2 separate regions of the Gossypium raimondii genome follow, and region 1 is linked to region 2. A link is a contact called in public Hi-C data. All regions are on one chromosome and are shown on one strand. Each heading gives the region's core, a stretch centred on a gene start, on an enhancer-like site or on the middle of the called end of the contact. The rest is flanking DNA. Distances are from core to core; before and after follow the strand shown. Region 1 holds the start of LOC105790983 (probable alpha,alpha-trehalose-phosphate synthase [UDP-forming] 11). Region 2 holds the start of LOC105790976 (E3 ubiquitin-protein ligase XBAT32).

Region 1 (5,281 bases), core at 1,963-4,462, 320 kb before region 2:
TTTCTAGGTAATGAAATCTGTTAAAAAGTATTGTCTGCACAAGGTTTCCTATATGCCATTAGCCCTAAATAAATCCTTTTGTAAACATTGTTCCTTTTGTTTCGATTTTTTTTTTCACTAATTTTCTCTAAGTCAGTTTGGCTGTACTGTTGCTTCCGGAATCCCTCGAAGCAGTCCAATGACTTCAACAATGTCATCAACATAATATTTTGCCATACTTGGTTTTTGCCCAACAGTGCAAGCAAATATCTCTGCTATGGCCGGTAAGGTAGGGTTGGCAGATGAGCGAGCAATGCTCTCAAACATATCTTCATCTGAACGATCATCTCCTATGCAAAGCAGAAAATCTGGTGATTTGCCCTTACTTCTCATGCTTGATATCAGATTTTCCGCAACAATGCCTTTGCTCAGTCCCTGCACTTCCACACAAAACAAACCCTTGTATGTAATTCACTGAAGTAATACAATTTAGAATATGCTCTCTAACTACTGGTATAAGCTTCTGAAAACACTTTGTACCTGTGGCTTAACCTCAACTATGTGTTGCCCCCTTTTAACAACAACGGGCTCATTGGCTAGAACATTCTCCAAGTGATCATGAAGCTCCTTAGCTTGGAATAAACCGAAATCAGGGTCGGCATCTTGATGGTGCCAGACGACTGCACTTTCTTTGTTCTCTATGCATGACCCATCAGTTGCCTCCATGTAAAGTTGCATTATAGGTTCAACAACCTCTTTCCAACTCAAGTCCACCGAGCGGTAGGTTTCCCATGCGGAATCCCTAGTCCACCTACCCATGGAAGAAAAGATATTATCAATCAAGAAACAGAAATTGCAACATATCTTGGATCATATGAGCACAAATTTAAAACGTTACCTTGTAAAGTATCCATGCTCGGCTGCAATACCCAATTTCTCACATGAAGAAAACCACTTGCTTAGGGTATCCCGGTCCCTGCCGCTCACAATGAAAACAATGTTTTTGGGGTCATCGCATAAACGATTCAAAACCGAAATAACCTCATGACTAGGCCCCTTGTTCACTGAAGTTGGAGGCATCATAGTGCCATCGTAGTCCAAAAGGATCAATCGGCTACTGGTTATCTTGTAGGCAGAGTTGAGAGTATCCCCTAGGAGCTTCCTGAAGTTAGGCTCCAAAGCAACAAGCCTAAACGCTAAACCAAGTCCAACTCTCCAATACCTCTTGTGATAATGATCCCTACAAGCTCTCACGAGGTCCTGATCAAAACTCCGAGCCCAATAAGCAACATCATGAGAGCTAATATACTTGTAATGCTTCTCATGGCGCAAATGTTTCTCCGTCTCCGACAAATCAATGGCTCTATACATTGCATTAGCCATTTCATCAATATTCCATGGATTGACACGGATTGCCCCACTTAGAGAGGGTGAGCAGCCAATGAATTCAGAGACAATGATGACACTATTCTTGGGAGGCGAGTTTTCATCGACCCCCAATGCCCTATCTAAAGCAGGGCAGCCCTGTCTACAAACAGTATACTTGTATGGCACCAAATTCATCCCATCTCTTACAGGAGTCACCACACAAAACTCGGCAACTGCATAATATGCAAGCTTCTCTTGTGTAGTGACAGGTCCCTTGAGGAAAACTATTGGCTGGTATCCAGGTTCCCCATATTTGTTATTGACCTCCTTGGCAATGCTATTGGCCTCATCCAGAAGTTGTTGCACATCCCGGCCTAAACTCCTCGCCGGGTTTGTAATCTGTACTAACACCACTTTGCCCCTCAATTCCTGATTCGTTTCCAAAAGCTCCCCCATGGCTGAAAATTTCTGAGGAATTCCCTTAAACAAGTCCAAATCATCGACGCCAACCATCATAATTTTCCCCTCATACTTATGCTTCAGCTCCTTAGCCATCCTAAGGGTGCTTTCCTCGGACATCATAGATTCAAGTTGCCCCATATGAATCCCAGCAGGCAAAATCTTAATAGTCACAGTCCTCCCATAATATTCTAATGCAATGTGACCCCTGTTGGACTCAGAATGCAAGCCCAAAATCCTTCGACAAGAAGACAAGAAATGCCTAGCGTAATCGAATGTATGGAAGCCAATCAAATCGCAATTTAGCAAAGCTCTAAGAATTTCATCTCTAACAGGTAAAGTTTTATACATATCAGATGAAGGAAATGGACTGTGTAGAAAAAAGCCAAGCTTTACCCTATTAGACCGTCTCCTCAAGAAAGTAGGTAAAGCCATAAGATGATAATCATGCACCCAAACATGATCTTCATCTTCATCATCTCTATCCGTTACTTCCAGAACTTTATCAGCAAATATTCTATTAGCAGACACGTAAGCCATCCACTGTGAACGATCGAAACGTCCCCCATCGTTCCCCGTCATGGGCATCATGTAATGAAACAAAGGCCATAGATAGTGTTTACAAAAGCCATGATAAAACTCGTTCCGCATATCCACGGGCAGAAATATGGTTTCGCAACTGAACTTGTCGTGCAGAACTTGAGCCACCTCCTCTTGATCCGCTGTGTCTACATCAGCTTTCAACGTCCCAACGTATCGCACCTCTGTATCAGGAGGGAAAGCGTCTCTCAGCAGAGCAAGGAGATCATTCTCGTCAAATTCAAAGCACCATTCATTGGAGACCGAGTCCCTCCACGCACGTAAAGGCAACTGGTTGGAAACGATAATAACCCTTTTCCGTGGCATAGCTTGCTGATCTTCTCCGAAATCAGATATGACTCCTGATACCTTCATGACTCGCGGGATCCGATTCATGACTCGAAAATCATCGGTAGACAATAAATTTAATTGGTCTAAGCAGCAACTAGAAACCATGTTTCAAGCGAAGAAACCCAACTCCGTATGTGAAATTCTATACAAACATAGAAAACAGAAGAAGAAGAAGAAGAAGAAAAGGAATCAAAGAACCAATACAGGGGTATTCAAAAAATCAATGAAGAAGGGAGTTTAATTCTTTGGTGTTGTTTTCTTTCTATACGTTCTCTGAGAAGGGAAGGTTGCAGCTTTAGGGTTCTGTTAAAAGGCATTTACAGAAGAGCATTATTACAAAGAAATATGAATCTTGGCAGCGATTTAAATCAAAGATATGGATACACATTCCATAAAGGAACCCAAGAAACGGAGGAAAAAGAGAGAGAAAGAGCTCTTAAGCAAGGAAAGAAGCAGGCTGAGGATAAGAACGAAAAGAGTGAGAGAAAGAGAGAAAATATTATATATGTGCGTGAGTACGTCAAGGCATGGTTCCAACGGTCCTGATTCAATGCGTCTACACCATTATCTTCTGAACTTGGGTACATCAGGTTCTCTCCTCACTGTAACCGACTCTTTATGTCCGATCCACTGTTCGCCCGCGGTTACTTTTATTTTACTACTTCATAATTTTGTTCTTTGCCTTTAAAAATTTTTAAAGTTAAAAAAAATAAAAGCAATAATAAATGAGAGATAGGGATAAGTAAGACTAAGATTTACGTATTTTTAATGTGATTTTGGATTAGTGCTTATCGAATCACTAATGGTGCGATTAAATATTTAATCATTGACATTAAATGTTAGCTAGCATTTCTTTTATTATGCTATGGGTTGTATTAATTAAGCTATTCAAATAGGTTATTTAAAAAAATGATAAAAGCAGTGATATAGAAATCAAAATACTTAATATATTTTTATTTGATTTTAATACACTAAGTAAAATAATCTTTTGCATTAATTTTAAGCGTGCTAACAAAATTTGTATACATTGATAAAATCACAAAAAGAAAGGTTACTTATGATTTGAGAATTAAAACAGCATTAGTATTATATGCATCATTTATTAAGAAGTATTAAGGATTAGGTTAACACCTTCATTCTGCCATTAATCAAGGTGCTGATTTTTTGGAGCAAAAGGGACAATTATGTATTTTTTTATATATATTTTACACTCTTAAATAGCGATAACCAAATAGAAAGGAAGATTTTTTTATTAATTTCGAAAAGTAGCACGTCAAAAAAAAAATCAGAAAGAAACGTGTCCGAAATCGCTACACAGATTTACTCGGTCATGAATTTTCTCATCGCTGGCACGTGTAAAGATTTCAACTCTAGACGCCTATCCATCAGACTCTCTCTCTCTGTCAAAGGACTTCTCTTTTTCTTTTGGATTTTTTCAAATATTTTATTTTAGTTTTTTATAGATGGAGTAAACATATTCTATTTTTATTTTATTTTTATTTTCATTATCCGTGACGAGGTTCAGGGAAAAACACTTGAACAAAGTTGTTTTTTTTATTTATTATTAATTAAATTTCACGTGCAATAAATTAAAGGGAGGTAGAGATTGCCAGGTGGAATTATTTTAGTGGAAATGTGGCGTGTTTGGGTTGTTAAACGAAGCCAAAGTCACGGACGTGTCTTCGACTGATGACGGGGCAGATTCGCGTATCTTCGGAGTTAGTGTTGTCAACCACTTATGAGCTGCCACGTCACTCACCAACCTAGGACATTTCTTTCCTTCAAAAATTGTTGTAAGGTTTCATAGTGATAATGGATGGGATGGGATTAGGTTATGTTATGCCTTTCCAACAAAATCCATAATTTATTGTTTTTCATGTACATATTCATAATTTTATCGCTTAATCATATTTAGTATTTTAATTAAAATTATTTTAGCATTATATTTATTTTTTAAAATTTTTTAACTTATATTGTTTGTCAAATTATTTCAAAATATATGAAAAAGTTAACATATTTTAACTTTACTCACATGGCATTCATGTAAACGTCATTATTAAATTTTTTTAACTTTAAAATTTTCAAAAAATTAATTATATTAAAATTATAAAAAATTTAATATTTTTAAATTTTATAAAATTAATTAATTGCTAACTTGGTATACACGTGAATTACGCATCAACCAAGTTAACAGACGTTAATTTTTCCATCCATTTTAGGATAATTTGATAAACAACACAAGTTTAACTATTAAAAAATAAAATTAAATAAATAGCTAAAATAACTTTTTATAAAGTTAGAAAGCCAAATAATTTATTATGCCATAATTTTATTGTGTTTCTCATTTATTTTAATTATTTTTATTAGTTTGATTGTGTAAATAATTTTTTATTTCAATTATAGTATATAAATTGCATTTTCTGAAACCACAATTATAACTTCTTTCAAAAGAAAATTTCATAATTTTATCACCGCCTAAACATCATTTACCCTTTAAAGTATATCATTTTTTCATTTTGATATTTATTTTGCTTATATTGATATC
Region 2 (5,003 bases), core at 1,713-4,212:
ACCTCATTTAATTCCTAAAAATACATAAATAATCTTAAAAATTAAGGCATGACCACTCTTTCTCGATTCACAAACCCTATTCTACTAACCCCCAATTTTTGGGATGTTACAATACTAATAAATACGAAATCTTCTAGAAAGAAAATATATTTTCTTTAACTTGACTTGCAAGCAATCTCTTATTTTATTTAACAGAAATTTGGGTCACACAACTCTAATAATCTCCACCTTGATACAAATTCACACAACGCCATCTTTACCAAAGTCCGCCATGAGCCTATCTTGAACTATGCAGGGAATTAACTAAGTCGAATATGTGCTTAGAAGCTGGAAGACTTCTAGCCTTCGACTTGTGCACTGTCAAATCAAAACTAACCCGGGTTTGATTTTCATGAACATAGTGCCTTAACTTTTTAAAATCTACATCCAAAAGATAGCCTCTCTTTAATGAAATAGTCATACATTTTTCCTTCCTATGACCAAGTTGCCTCCGCTTCAAACGAGTTGACTTCGACTTTGTAACGGGCAAGGGATGTTCGATTTCACCAGACACTACAGAACCTTCCAGAATATAAAGATTGTTGGTCCTTTCACCTTTTAACAAAACGAGAGCCACATGAGACACCTTAATGTCGCTCGACTCGATGCTGATTCTATGACTTTTCAAGTCTAAAATACTCAAGGAGATGGGATTCTTTCGTAAATCAAGTACATACCTGACATCTGATAGTGTCCTAATTGTCCTATCATGCATCATAATTTTAATAATACAAATACCAATTACTTACTGGATGAATCATTTTCCATCCGAAAACTTCACCTTCAGTGGAACTGTATGCGGAGAACCATTCTCTGTTGGAACACATGTGGAAAGAACATCTCGAATCTAGGATCCACTCGGACGTAAGCTCGGAGCTATCGCTTGTTGACACTAACAAGAAACCATCACTACTTTCATCGACAAAATTAGCACCAGCTACATCTTCTTCGTTACTATCAACAACCCTTTTATTTCGTTGTTTATAAAAATCTACTTTGACTTGACCTAACTTCTTGCAATAGTGACACATTTTGTCTCGCTTCTTTGATGCTATCAAAATGGAAGCTTGCCTATTTGCCTTGCTATCCGAACCAAACTCATTGTCAAGTTTGTCTTTACTCAAGAAATGAACATTCACATCCTCGAAAGAGAGTTCGTTTTTGCCATAACTCAGGGTCTCACTAAAAGACTTGTATGAAGAGGGTAAAGAGTATAATAATAGCATAACCTGATCTTCATAATCAATATGAACCTCAACATTCTTTAAATCATTCAAAAGAGTAATAAATTGACTAATGTGATCTCTAAGAAGCTCACATTTGTTCATTCGAGAAGTAAATAGACGTTGTTTCGACACTAAATGGTTAGCCAAAGACTTAGTCGCATAAAGAGTTTCTAACCTTTTTCACAAGCCAGATGAGGTTTTCTCCATCAATACCTCCTGCAATACCCTATTCGCGAGGCACAACTGGATTGCAGATAAGGCCTTTTCATCAAGCTCTTCCCATTCTGTCTAATCTAGATTCTCAGGCTTTTTCTCAGTAACGACCTTTTTCAGGCCGGTCTGAACTAGAATTGTTATCATCCAAACTTGACATAGATTGAAATTTGTGATACCATCGAACTTCTCAGTGTCAAACCCTGCTGCTGCCATATCTGAACGGGTTGATATATGAAAATTGATCTAGCTTTGATATCACTTGTTGAGGACCAACCCAATTATGTAATGAATAAGTAAAAATAGCAAAAGAAATTGAGAAATTGAACACAAATTTAACGTGGAAAAACCCTTCCAAAGAGGATAAAAAGTCACGAGTAAATATAATTTTACTATAATGGTAAAAGAACGAAGAGTACAAAAGATGAAGATAAAAACTAAATCCCAAAACTCGAAAATAAAGAACCCTTAAAACGTAAATACAAAATTCTCTAAAAGCTGTTATAAGTTCTAATATTTAATGGATGTATTTTCTAAGGTTGTAAAATAGTCTCTTTATAATCTAAATTGTAGGTTAAATAAATTATACTAATAAATGTTAAATATATTATACTAATAAATACTAAATTTTCTAGAAAAATATATATATATTTTAATTTAACTTGCAAGCAATATCTTATTTTATTTAATAGGAATTTGGATTATACAACTCTAATAAAAATAAATAAGTTTAATTTTGTTTATAATATTTTTTAAATAAAAATTAGATTCTAAAGAAAATAATTTTTTTATATATCAAACTTTAAAATTTAAAAGTTATCACTTATTATGGAATCATAATCTTAAGAAAAACTGGTACCCAAATGAAATTAGGTGCCTCCCATCCCATCCCATGTATGATGTCGTACAGCTGCAGCATGCCATTCTCCGCAGGGTTGTGTAACTTACAATGAAACCTAGGCCGTACAATTCTTTCTATCCACATTGTTAGAAACCACTAATCTAAAATTTCTAAAATCCAAATGGAGTCCAATTGAAGGCACCGCCATTGCTTCAGGCCTCAAACGCATGAAGTATCTTCAACCAGAAATCCAACTCAAGTCTTACATGGTCACCCATAACATTAATAGTTGGATCAATTTGACTGCAAGTCATTCAGTCATCTATCTTTCGCTAGCTATTTTGTTTCGAAAGAGGTTTTATATAATTTTCATATCTTAAACACCCCCAAAAGTTAACAAAAACCATGGGATTTGGCAACTAGATGAGCTGACTTTTATTAGTACCTTGTTGTAAGTTATAATTGACAATGAAATAAACTTTCCTTTCACCGAGAAATGAGAAAAACCCCTGAACTTACTAGCAACGTTGACTGCCAATTGGCCAATAATAGCCAATCATAGGGACACGCTTTTATTTATTTTTTATTTTTGAAGTGTTCTTACGGGTCAATTTAGTGGTTGAGGTTGCAGTAAAAGGTTGCTGTCTTCATAAAAACATTTCCCATTTTTATCTCCCGTTTAGATCTTTCTTTCTCTTATTTGTAGCAAATTTCAATTTCGGTTACATTATATCCGCATCCCATTATTCCACATTTAAGTACAAACGTGTCTTCCATTTGGTCAAGTCCTTTTCTAAAGGGCTTCAACGTTGATCAATTGTTAAAGGGGGGAGAGAGAGAGAGAGGATGCTATTTTGATCAGGGTCTTTTAAATTCCGATTCTTTTAGGAGTATCTGGAATTGGGTTTTGCAGATTTTGGGTCATCCTGATAATTTTGAAGCTGGGTATTTGTTAGTGGGAATCTGACCGCAATGGAGATTCTAGAGATTGTAGATGTTTATTTGATGGGGATTTGACTTTGAAAGATAGGAATCTTTATTTCTTTCTTAGAGTCAGAAGAATTTATAACTTTTTGTTTGTTTGGTTCCATCTTGAAAAGCACGAGACAATTTATTAATCCATAAAACAGTCACATCCTGATTTTTTTTTCTTTTTTAAAGTAATTGCAGGCAAGGTTCTTCTTCTGATGTCAAAATTAAAAAGGTGGCAATCCATTTAAGGAAATGAAACATTGACTGTTAGAACTTCTCTTAGATGTATTTTGGAAGGCTTCATTGTTATTGGTTTGGTCTATTTCGCAAGATTTGGATGGTTTGAGGATTATGATTTAGGAGAGGTTTTGTGGTGCACCGTTTTTTAGGCATTTAGAACAGACAGAGAAGCTCATCAATGAGATTTCTAAGCTTTGTGGGGAACTCCTTTGGATGTTCCGCATCTGGGGAACGCCTAGTTTCCGCAGCAAGAGATGGAGATCTTCAAGAAGCCAAGGCTTTATTGGAATACAATCCAAGACTTGCAAGGTATTCAACTTTTGGAGCTCGCAATTCGCCTCTCCATTACTCTGCTGCTCAGGGTCACCATGAGGTATTCAATACCTTAAATTTCTGCCTGGAAACGTTTCTTCCAAATTAACCGTAATGCTGATTTTTTTTCTTTTCATTTTTATATCAGATAGTTTCGCTCTTGCTTGAGTCTGGAGTAGATATTAACCTCAGGAACTATCGGGGTCAGGTAATTCAATTTTGTATTCTCTGTTTCTTTTTTCTCTCATCCATTATTTGAGTCCATTTCTAAATTTGCCAACCAGTTATTATTCATGTGGCTTTTGGGTTTCTCAGACATAATTTAGTTTAGGTTTCCTGGGTTACTATTGTTTGTTTTAAGTTTTGCTTAATAACTGTGATCTACAGACTGCTCTGATGCAAGCTTGTCAATATGGACACTGGGAGGTTGTTCAAATTTTGATTCTTTTTGGGGCCAATGTAAGATTGTTACTTGAAAGTTTAGTTTCCTCTATTGCTATAGATCTGTATGGTTTTCAAACTTGATTGGAATTTGATTATGACAAGTGAAGTTTGTGCTGAAATGGTTCTTAGATTCACAGAGCAGATTATCTTAATGGGGGTACTGCACTCCACTTGGCTGCCTTGAATGGTCATTCCCGGTGCATAAGGCTCCTTCTTGCAGATTATATTCCTAGCATTCCTGATTGTTGGAATATATTAACAAACAAATCAAAAGATAAAGAATCTACTTCAGATTTTGATGAGAGGTAAATATATATTAATCCTCGTTATTGCTTCTTATGTCTACTTTCTGTTTTCATTCATTCATTCTCAGTTTCATCTTGACCTTCCAGTGCTCTTCGCGAGGTTATCAATAAACCTGCTGATGGCGGTGTCACTGCTCTTCATATGGCAGCCTTGAATGGACATGTTGAAAGTGTTCAGCTGCTCCTGGATTTGGGAGCTTCTGTTGCTGAGGTCACTGTAGAAGATGGAACGACGATTGATCTAATAGGTAATTCAGAATTCAAACATTCATTTTGTCCAGTCTCGCTTGATTCAGTCTATTGTTTTGCAGCTTTTTGTCATTGAGCAATAACAGCAAAATCATTATTAAGCGGCAAATTAATTCTGCATTGCACTTTTTTCATGTTCATCAGGGATCCCCTCTTTATCCT

The links. A called contact is a pair of places that touch in the nucleus more often than the background predicts.
Region 1: a Hi-C map of leaf shows a contact between it and region 2, with 3 times the contacts expected there. The contact joins the promoter of LOC105790983 here to the promoter of LOC105790976 in region 2. A contact is called at or near these places in 2 of 2 Hi-C or Micro-C datasets (both in leaf).

What each region holds. Positions count from the first base shown.
Region 1 is chr8:19,875,408-19,880,688 of ASM2569854v1, reverse strand. LOC105790983 (probable alpha,alpha-trehalose-phosphate synthase [UDP-forming] 11) reads right to left here and starts at 3,212. Exons shown (of 3, transcript XM_012618806.2): 1 at 878-3,212; 2 at 520-790; 3 at 1-414. The coding sequence starts at 2,841. The coding sequence ends at 133.
Region 2 is chr8:19,552,337-19,557,339 of ASM2569854v1, reverse strand. LOC105790976 (E3 ubiquitin-protein ligase XBAT32) reads left to right here and starts at 2,962. Exons shown (of 10, transcript XM_012618794.2): 1 at 2,962-3,904; 2 at 3,992-4,051; 3 at 4,231-4,302; 4 at 4,417-4,592; 5 at 4,680-4,840. The coding sequence starts at 3,710.